2 separate regions of the Mus musculus genome follow, and region 1 is linked to region 2. Evidence: chromatin contacts called from public HiCAR-type data. All regions are on one chromosome and are shown on one strand. Each heading gives the region's core, a stretch centred on a gene start, on an enhancer-like site or on the middle of the called end of the contact. The rest is flanking DNA. Distances are from core to core; before and after follow the strand shown. Region 1 holds the start of Astn2 (astrotactin 2). Region 2 holds the start of Tnc (tenascin C).

What was found. HiCAR-type assays count read pairs that join an accessible place to other places.
Region 1: a HiCAR-type map of astrocytes shows a contact between it and region 2, with 4 times the contacts expected there. The contact joins the promoter of Astn2 here to the promoter of Tnc in region 2. A contact is called at or near these places in 1 of 39 promoter capture datasets (hippocampal neurons) and 1 of 115 datasets of contacts at active chromatin or transcription factors (astrocytes).

Annotation. Positions count from the first base shown.
Region 1 is chr4:66,400,941-66,405,834 of GRCm38.p6, forward strand. It overlaps Astn2 (astrotactin 2), which reads right to left and starts at 3,543. Exons shown (of 23, transcript NM_207109.2): 1 at 2,943-3,543. The coding sequence starts at 3,420.
Region 2 is chr4:64,044,205-64,049,263 of GRCm38.p6, forward strand. It overlaps Tnc (tenascin C), which reads right to left and starts at 2,732. Exons shown (of 27, transcript NM_001369211.1): 1 at 2,545-2,732. All of the region lies in intron 4 of 8030451A03Rik (a long non-coding RNA gene), which reads left to right.

The DNA of each region.
Region 1 (4,894 bases), core at 2,293-4,792, 2.4 Mb after region 2:
GAAAGCAGGTCTGATTTAATGGGAGAATGTAGATACAAAAAGGAAGGGATCTAAAGAAAATGAGTTCAATCCCTCAAGAATTACCAATAGCAAAGCTAATAAGACTAATTAAAAAAAAAACAGAATGAAATAAGAAAAGATGACTTTAGTGACTAAGGATGCTAGACAATGTGTGCAGAGAATTATACTAAGGGTCCCTAACTAGGTGTTTGTATTTTTTGCAGCCATTAATACAATCAGCAACTCTGAGCCCAGGACCCAAGACATGGCAGGGAAGGTTTTGCCAGGCAGCATCCTCCCCTAGTGGTGGCTCCACACTCCCCACTAGTGGCAGGATTTGAGCCCCGATTTTGTGCACACAGCTGTTACCCCTCCCTAAAAAAAAAACAAAGTTGCGGTGAAAATCTAACCTAAGGGTCCAGAAGCAAATGCTAGACAGCAGGCGTAAAGGTTCAGAGGTGCAATGGCGCTGCCTTACAAGCTTGGGGAAGAGGTGAGCATAAATAACTCACACTGCCCACCCCCTCCTTGTGCTGCCACCAGCCCTCATTGCCAGCCAGCCTGGCCCTCTCCGAGCTCATTGTGCACTCCATGTTTACATGCAAACAGTCTAAGACCAACACAAATAAAAAGCCCACGTCTCCCTACACAGCTCCTGCTATACCCTGCCATCTGCTGAGTACCTCGCTAGCCAAATCCCTGTCGGGAGCTCTTGAGCTGCCAATGCAGGACTCTGGGGTGGGAAGAGGGGTGGGGGTGGGAACCCAGATCCCTGGGTGGGTACAAAAAAAGCTTAGTGCAGCCAAAGAGGTAAGTATCAGGCCATTCTAGGGGGCAGAAGTTCTCCAATCACCCAGCTCCCGGCTGCGCATTAGCACAAGGCTCCAAATGGAGAGAGTATCAGGGACTCTCAATCTTATTCTGTCCGAGGAGCTCAAAACTTCCAGCTCAGGATTCTGTTGACTTTTACTGAGGTAGTCATCCTCTTGAAAGCCAAAGTTTAAAATGGCACGAACTGCTAGCTCCAGAAATTTGCGGGCACCTCTATATCTAGCTGGCCCTGATCCTCACATATTTGATGAACTGGAAAGCTCTGGAGTTCTGACTGACAGTGGAGACACTACTCATAGGCCTGCACTCTTTCTCCCTCACTTGGATGAATATTCAAAAATCTTGAAGGGGAGATATGTCAGAATGGACGGAAAGGGGCATGATTGAAATAGGTGGAGATCACTTTTGTATATTGGGAGAGAACATACATACACAAACTCAAGCCTGAGGGAGCTTGGTGCTCCCAAGAACTCCACCTAGACCCTCTGTACCGACTTCCTCAGACGTGAGCTGCATGGGTGCACATAAAAAAACACTACTGTGAGTCTGTGTACATGAGTCTATGTGTCCTTTGCATGAGAGAGAGAGAGAGAGAGAGAGAGAGAGAGAGAGAGAGAGAGAGAGAGAGAGATTGATTGAGATTGAGCCATACTGCCACCGGAAGTCTCCCGGGAACCCACCAGTAGTTTTCCTGCTTTGCCTCCACTAGAAAGCTCCACATACTCATGTAACAACCAGTCAGAAAAGCATGGTGCCTCCAAACCTAGTGGTTAGGTTGGCTGCTGGCTCAAATGCGTAAAGGAAAGGGAAAGGAGGGAGGCATTAGCAAATACAAAAACCATCAGGGCTCCCAGAAGAGTGAAGTCTAGTCCATTAATCTGAAAGTCTTTTCCGGAGAGCAAAGAGTTAATACGGAGCTTCCAGGTTGGCTCCTAAGTATGCCAACCACTAAAGCCCGCCACTTCGCGACACTAGAACAAGATTCAGATCCCTCCCAAAACAAGGATCCTGCAGAAGCGTCTCCACGCGAGCCCTTGGCGCCTCTCCCGCACTGTTGTTGGCCTGACTCCGACAACCAATCCGGCCCCGCGCCCCCAAGAGGGGAGGGGAGAGCGAGCGAACAGCGAGCGCGGGAGAGCTAAGGGGAACAACATTTTTGTAAACGCTCTCTGAGATAATTAAGCTATCAATTACCCGGGTGGGAAATCAGCCGCGCTTCCCACAGCTCCACGGAAGGGCCGACTCCTCCGGAATTCGCGCTGGGAATCAGCAGGCGGCAAGCTGCTGGCGAACTTTCTGATTAACTTTACTATTTGAGCCCCCTACCCCCATCAGTTTCCTCTTCGGTCCTTTTTCTTAGCCCAGTAAGTGAACAGCAATGACAAGCCTACGCACGACTAGGAGTAATGGAGAAAAGAGAAGGTGATAGGGATAGCGGGGACGGAGGGAGAATCTAAAAGTAGAGATCTTGGGCTCAGAACCTCAGTCCTCAAATATCGACTCAATCGATTCCAGCCCCAATTTAAGGAAAGCCAAAAACCGAAGCTCAGAGGGTAAGAGACTTAGCCAAGGTCACCAAGACCATGAGAAGGGAAAGCTTTTGAGGACTGGGTCTTTCCTTGTTCACGTAGCTAGTCTGAATTGATCCTAAGAAAACCGGTCTTGAAGGGGAGGATCCACAACTCGAGACTAGACAGAGGGGGCAGACAACTGGAGCTGTCCAGAAGAGCAGTGCGCAGCATGACCATGAACTGGCTTCAGAGCAAGGGTCTTCCTTGCCCAGTACCTGGTCAGAGCACACCGAGAGACTTGGGGTCTTCTGCGTCCTAGATGCAAGGGGCGGAGCTCAGAGAATTGATTGCAAAACTGAGAGCCAGGTCCCCGCTGCGGGATCCTTGGCACGCCCCCGGGCTCCCAGAGCGCGCGCTCCAGGACCTCCTGCCCCACACTTCTTTACAACCACCTGTGCGCCCTCCGGGCCCCTGGGCTGCCCTTTGCCAACCCTGATGGGGCAGCCTGGAGCGGGGATTCCCAGGGCGCCCCCACCCGTCCGGTATCACTTAGGGGTTCTGGGTTTCTTGGGACTCCGCGTGTGCGGCGCCTACCCTTACCCAGGGTGAAGAAGGGCAGCTCAGTGTTGTCCAGGTCATCTTGTACCGCGATGCGCCCGGGGAGCTCATTACGCACAAAGAGAAGGAGACGAGACTCCGCGGCTGTGCCGGCTGAACCCGCGGAGCCCGGGGACGCGGCGGAGGCGGCAGCAGCAGCAGCTCCGGCCCCGGCTCCGGTCCCGGCCCCAGCCCCGGCCGCGGCCCCGGTGCGGGCACCGCTCCAGCCGATGTCGCTTTCCCGCAGAGCGGGCAGCGTGGATACGGTGACGGTCTTGAGCCGGCATGGGCTGTCGGGCTCCCGCGAGGCGGCGGCGGCCGTGGCGCCGGCCAGCAACGGCGGCGGCGGCAGCAGGAGCAGAAACAGCAACAGCAGCGGCGGCGGCGGTGGCGGCGGCGGCCCCGGGTGGAAGCCGAGCCTCGGCCGCCCCCGAAGCCCCAAGCCGCGGCCCGGGCTGCGCCGGGCGCCGGCGGCGGCCATGGCAGGAGGGGCTGCGGTGCTGCGGGCGGTGGCGACCGTGAAGAAGAAGGAAGAAGAAGCAGCGGTGGAGACAGCGGACACTGAAGCGAACCAGGACGCCCGAGCTAAGGAGCCTAGAGAGCCACTAGCCAGCAGCCCCCAGCTCGGGGCTCCGCCTCCCGATCAGCCCTGGACCGCCCCCCCGCGCCGCCTCCCCGCGCCCCGCCGCCGGCCCCCCCTTCGCCCGCTCCCCTGGCGGACCCTGAGCTTTTCGGAGGCTCCGCCCGGCTTCGTACAGGTCCCAGTAGCTCCCTCCCCTTTCTTAGGTTTCCCCTAAAGCCTCCTGCACAGGGTTCTTCAGCTCCAACATCTCTCTCTAAAATTCTTTACACTTAGGGGCCCCTCTTGCGTCTCCTCCAATCTCTCTTAAGTCAAATCAACTACCTTAGCTTCATCCCACCCTTGGCTCAAGCTGCAGTACACCCGGGAAAGCACTGTCGCCAAGCCTTGACCAAGGCCAGGCCTTCCTGGGAGTTGAGTGCTCCTCTGGACAGCCAAGACAACTTTCTCCTCCCCACATCAATCTCAAGAATCAGTCTCTTCAATCTTCTACCCTGTTCTATCTTCTGAAATAAGTTCCCAGAGGCATCAGGAAATCCTCCCCAACCACTTGTCTGAAATCTCACTACCAGGAGGACCACACGTCATTTCTCCATCCAGGTCTGGGTTGCAGCCTTGAAGGCTAGTGCACACATAAGCTTGGGACTTTGACCTCTAATATGTTCCCCACCAGTTGACTCCAGCTGGGCTGTTCTGGCCCTTAGCTGCCTCCATGCTGGCCCTGCCAGGCAGCCCACTCAGGCACTTTTACTCTGCCTCCCTGCTCCAAGTTTGGAGCAGCTTTACTTGGCAGCTTCCAATCTCAGTAAGAAATTCCTGAAAAGGGCACTAGGAAGGGACCTTTCCTGGCATCCTAGGCTTTGGGTCGTTTCCCAGTTCCCACAGGAGAGGGCTGTTCACTCATCAACTCTGCTCATGGCACACACACACACACACACACACACACACACACACACACACACACACACATATTTCCCTGGAGATTCAAGTTTAACCTTAAATCTGGGTCTTAGAATACCCTGTGGCCTTGGGCTGATTCCAGTTTCTAACCTAGATACATCAGACCTATACTGAAAGGGAAACATCACCTCTGTGAGAATGGACCTGCACACTCTCCTTTGCCTAGTAAAACTTTTCTTCATCTTCTTACCTCTTTTGCTCTGTCTTTCATCTCTGCACTCATTTCCTTCTTCCCTGCGTTGACTTTAATCTTACAAAAGCTTCCTCACTATAATTTATGAGCCATTTCCCTCCTCTGTGGAGCTTGGCTGTCTGTTCCTTACTGTAGTCTTACCATTGGCTGTTTTGTTTTGTTTTCCCCCTAACTTTTCCTTTCTGCCTCTTCCCTTTCACACTACTCTTTCATTTTTCCCTT
Region 2 (5,059 bases), core at 1,482-3,981:
AAGAAGCTGACACGTTGAAAAGAAGCACAGCCTCCAAAGAAAGATATGAGCTTAGATTCTGGCCCTATCACTTGAGTTCCAAGACCCAATCTCTCTGCTCTGTGAGTCTCTCTGTCTTATAAGTACACCCATGCTCCAGAGACCTGCTGTGGCCATTTGATACCATGATGCCCAGGGAAGCATCAAGAGCCTATAGCTCATACACTGGTTAATTCTATGCTGGCTATAGTGATTACTGACATTGATTGAAGTAACCAACCTTTCTTAAGCCTCTAAAATTCCTGTCTCCTGTTTCATTTGGGGAACTGTCCTTACTCCCATAGCTGCTGGATTTCAGAACACTGATCTGAGTAAGCACTGCCTAGCTGTGAGATCTGGAGCTGTGTGTCCCATTGTTTGCAATGTGGTAAAAATGTTCCAGGGGTATGAATAGTGTGTTTGCACCCCTTAACCCCATGTTAGCCCATGCAACCTCATTTTTATCTGTCAGAAACTCAGGGAGGAGGGTTGTTCATAATTTATTAATAACTGCTTCTATTGTTAAACTTGACAAACATTTGTTTAGGACATTAATCTTGAAAGTATCTGTGATCTAGTAACAAGGTAAACAGAAACACCTCTGTCTATTGAACTCTTCTGGTGTGTATGTCACAGAGCCCCAGGAGAGGTAACTCCTCACCCTCTTTGTATGAGTGACAAAACTGATGGATGGAAGCCTTGTCACCTCTTGAGACAGGGGAAAGAGAGGCCAAGAGCGCGAAGCTAGGTGTTTTGAACAAATGAGGGAGTGGGTGATTACCAAGCTTGGCTTCACCCATTCTCTCTGTCTCTGTCTCTGTCTCTGTCTCTGTCTCTGTCTCTCTCTCTCTCTCTCTCTCTCTCTCTCTCGTGCTCACCCCATTTGAGTAACCCAGAGAATATTCACACACTGCACCCCCTTCTTTCCCTAGATGTGGTCACATTCTTGGAATGTACCAGGCCAAGGCACACTACCCCCATCCCCCATGCCCTTCGAAAGCCTTGGTTCATAGGACAGGAGAACTTTCCATCAGCTTATTTAGACAGAGCATGCCTCTCACCAGCCCTGGTGAGCTTTGTTGCATCTCAGGAAAGGCAGTGGGGTGGGGAGCAGCTTTCATTTCTAAGGTGCATATAGGGAAAGCTCTATAAAACAAAGAAAAAAAAAGATTCCACGAAAACACACGAAAAAGAGGCATTCACTCTTAAAGAGAGCTCCCAGTCTGGCTCATCCTCTGAGGCAAAGAATCTGATTCCAAAGACCACCAGCCACACAGCACTCCATAGCCAAGCACTTCAGCCTGTAAATGCCTGAGGACATTCTGGAGTCAGAACTCCAGATTCACATCAAGCCCGAGGCTGCCACCTTTTCTCCTAATGGTGCCAACACACCCCTTGCTTGTAAAACACTACGTGCCAGGCTAGCAGGCTGTCTCAGATTGGGCAAGATAAGAAGGCAGAGGCTTTGGGGGTAAGCAGACACACTGAAAAACTGGGTTAAGAGGCCCCGCTTTTCACGTCCAGGGTGTTGGCAGCTTTGGGCCATGACAGAGATTGCCCAGTTGCTGATTTGATCTTTTTTGTTCCTCATTCGCTCCTCATTATAAGGGGAGCTGCTGTCCCCACTTTAGAGAAGTGGAAACTAAGGTCCATAGAAGTTACATATTTTCCTGACACATTTATGTTGTAGTGGCACTAGTGGGAATGCCCAAGCCACTTCTAGGGTCAAACCCCAACCTCTTATTCCCCCTGTCACAACGATGGCATAGAGGAATCTCTGTGCTCTTTCCAAAGTTCACCAGGGAAGGGAATATGTTACTGGGGTTCTGGGATAAAGTGTCAGGAGGGAGGCCGATTTGGGAGCAATATGGGGTTCAGATGCCTCCAAACCTTCTACACATGCCCCACCTGAGGTCTCTGAATCAGGAGGATGGCACCCTGCTTCAAGAACCCACAGACGTGCCCACCAGTTTCATCTTACAGCCTGTGGGCTTTTCATCCGTGCCCAGAACTCATCTCCTAGCTCTGGTATCCAGCTCTTATCTTTCCCCAGAGTGGACACTGAGGATCAAATGGGACAAGAGGGGAACGAAAACTGTCAAGTGCTGAGACTGTGTAGATGCACGGTTGTGTTCTCCCTACTACGGGTACGTGGTACTCATCCCACCCAAGTGCTGTGAGTGAATGCCACTTTAAAATGCAACTTCTCTAACGCTCCAAAAGGGGAAAATCCACAGGTGAGAATCAACGAGGTAAAAGGGTAAGAGTTAAAGTAAGACATTTCCTCCAAAGAAAGGCAGAGACAAAACTTTACCAAAAGTTCCCTGAGTTCCTCTGACTATTGACAGATCCATACCAAATACATGACCGCAGGAGGGCAAGCACAGAATAATCGGGCCGCATCTGATCACACCGGGCTTGGAAATTAAACAAAAGTTTTATAGTTACAAACCCACATCTTACTGGGTACCGGGAATGCCAGGAGCACACCAGAAAGATCCTGGGTGATGGGATCAACAGACTCACCTTTTCCAGGTCGGGAAAAGCAAAGTCTCTGGGTGCACCAGCTCCGTGAAGAAGTACCTGGGTTAAGCCACAACGAGTTCCCAAGCGCGCGGTCCCTAGCGTCTTCCCAGCCACTGTCTGTGCCCACCAGAGGCTAGGGTGTGTGTCTGCGCGCGGGAGAGACGCGTGACAGTAGGCAGGCTGTGGCCGGAGCAGCCAGCTTTGGCAGGCTTATATAGGGAGCTCCTTCCTCTGTAATGGGACGCCTCGCCTCCAGACATCCTTTCCCACTTTTTTTTTTTTCAGTTGGTGAGTTAAAGGCACAGCCCTCCCAGCGGAACAGGGTTAGCTCATGAAAGACGCACTCACTCCAGGCGCGCCGCCAGCTAACGGACCATTTGCATACAATTTATAGTGAAGAAAAAAAAAAGTAGGAATTTCAGCTCCCTCCGCCCCCGCAGAGTAGTTGTTAGTGAAGTGTGATTTTTGCATTGCTCCACAAATGAGTATTCTAATTGTGAAACAGAAGCCTTGGGAACTGGGATATGAGGGAACTGGATCCTGGCGCTGCTCCTGGACTAGAGCAAGCTGGAAACACGACCTGGGTTCCCTCAGGCTCTGGGCAGCAGCTGCGGGGTGGCACCTCGGAGAAAGCCTGAGGGCTGAACCTGAGTTCCTGGAAAGAGGAGATCGAGGAGAGTTGAGCAAGCCCGGGGCAGTTCAGGTTTCTCTTGGCCAGCTTGGAGATAACCCAAGATTAGTTCTCAGCAGGTGGGAACCATACTGGGAGCTTAGAAAAGTGAGCTTTTCTGAAGCAGGACCCAGCGGTGCCCAGCTGCCTGGAGGAATCTTTATCCAGATCCCAATGTCCCCTCAGGAGTCACTTTTTGACATTGTTTATGCCACATACTAAGTGCTTTCTACTTAGTAGGGTCTACTAAGTAGGGTGTAGTACTTAGCTCAGGGTGTACTCCTGAGCTCTCAGTGTACCTAGGTGCTGAGTGAAGACTTTTTTTTTTTTTTCTTAGAGAAGCACTAATATATTTCAAAAGGTAACACTATTTAGGTTGAAGTCCTCATTTAGCATGTTAAAGTATCCCCAAGGCACCTGGGGCCAAGCTCAGCTCACGGTACTTCTGGGCTTGTTTGGGACAGTGCTTATACCCTGCAATTTAGAGAAGCAGTTTAATGCCATCAAGGAATTGTGCCTGGGAAGCACTTAGAATTCATGGCTCCATGACACATTGGTGACCAGAAACAGTGAGTGATGCTTAAGTAGGAAACTGTCACCCATGACAACAGACACAGCTGCTTTGCTGGACTGTGGAAAATGCATCTCTTTGTTCTGTAATTTAGAAGAGACTTCTGATGTTTTAATTAACAACTATTATCGGAAATTTCAACCATCCACTTACTGATTGATACCATCCTTCAGCCTTTCTCATAACATTTAGTTTCAATCTCCCTGGGAGAATAAAGCAAGACAAAATTAGGCTATCCCTAGGGTGGCACCGATTCCAGGACTCGAAGACTGCCTGCTTAAGTGTTCCCTATCCCCCCCCCCCCCACACACACACACACACACACCGCTCAGACATCAGGAACAGCCATAAATAGTCATGTCGTAAAACGACTCATTTGAACTTTTAAACCATTTGGGCTGATTCAGATGTTGGTTGCTTTGGGAATTTTTTCATTCTGCGTGTTAGCCAAAACATATTTCAGTGGCACAAGCCTGTCTTTCCACCAGTAGTGAATGCTTCCACGCCTCTAGGCTTTCCTAAGCAGACCCAGGCTACCTCTTCTCAGTTAGCAGAGAAAGTGTTAGACATGTCTTTACTCCATGTGTCCTATGAGCTATGTTTATATACAATAAATATATAATCAATTTATTTGTAACCATTTTCTTATGTCTGAACAAGGTAAGCTGAGAGAGTCTGCTAAAAGCCGTGTGATTAATAGGGCTTCTAAGAATGTTCCAGACTTGACATCCCTGGTCCCCAACAATTCTTAGTGTTCTATAGTCAATCATGAATTCACAGCTACCACAAACTGCTTAACCTATTACTGGAAAGCGAAGTCAGATGGGAGGCCCTGAGGATGGTGATCCTGACACATAAGACTATAACCATCAGTGGTCACAGAAATGTGTCACATGACACCTGAGATCTATCTTTTTTTCCATTAATTTATTTATTCACTCCACATCCCAGTATCCAGCCTCCCTCTCCTCCCAGTGCCTGCCCTACAGCTCTTTCCCCCATTTCCCCCATCCCTTTTACCTGGGAAGGGGGCCAGGCCCTAGGTGTCACCCCACCCTGACATAGCAAATCTCTCTGCAGGTGAATTTTCTCCCACGGAGGCCAGACAAGGTGGCCCAGCTAGAGGAGTGGGATCCACAGACAAGAAACAGATTCAGAGACAGCCCCTGCTCCAGTTGTGAGGAGGTGGGGGGCCACGTGAAGACCAAGCTGCACATCTGCTACATATATGTGAGGAGCCTCGGCCTAGCCCATGCTATCCCCTTGGCTGGAGG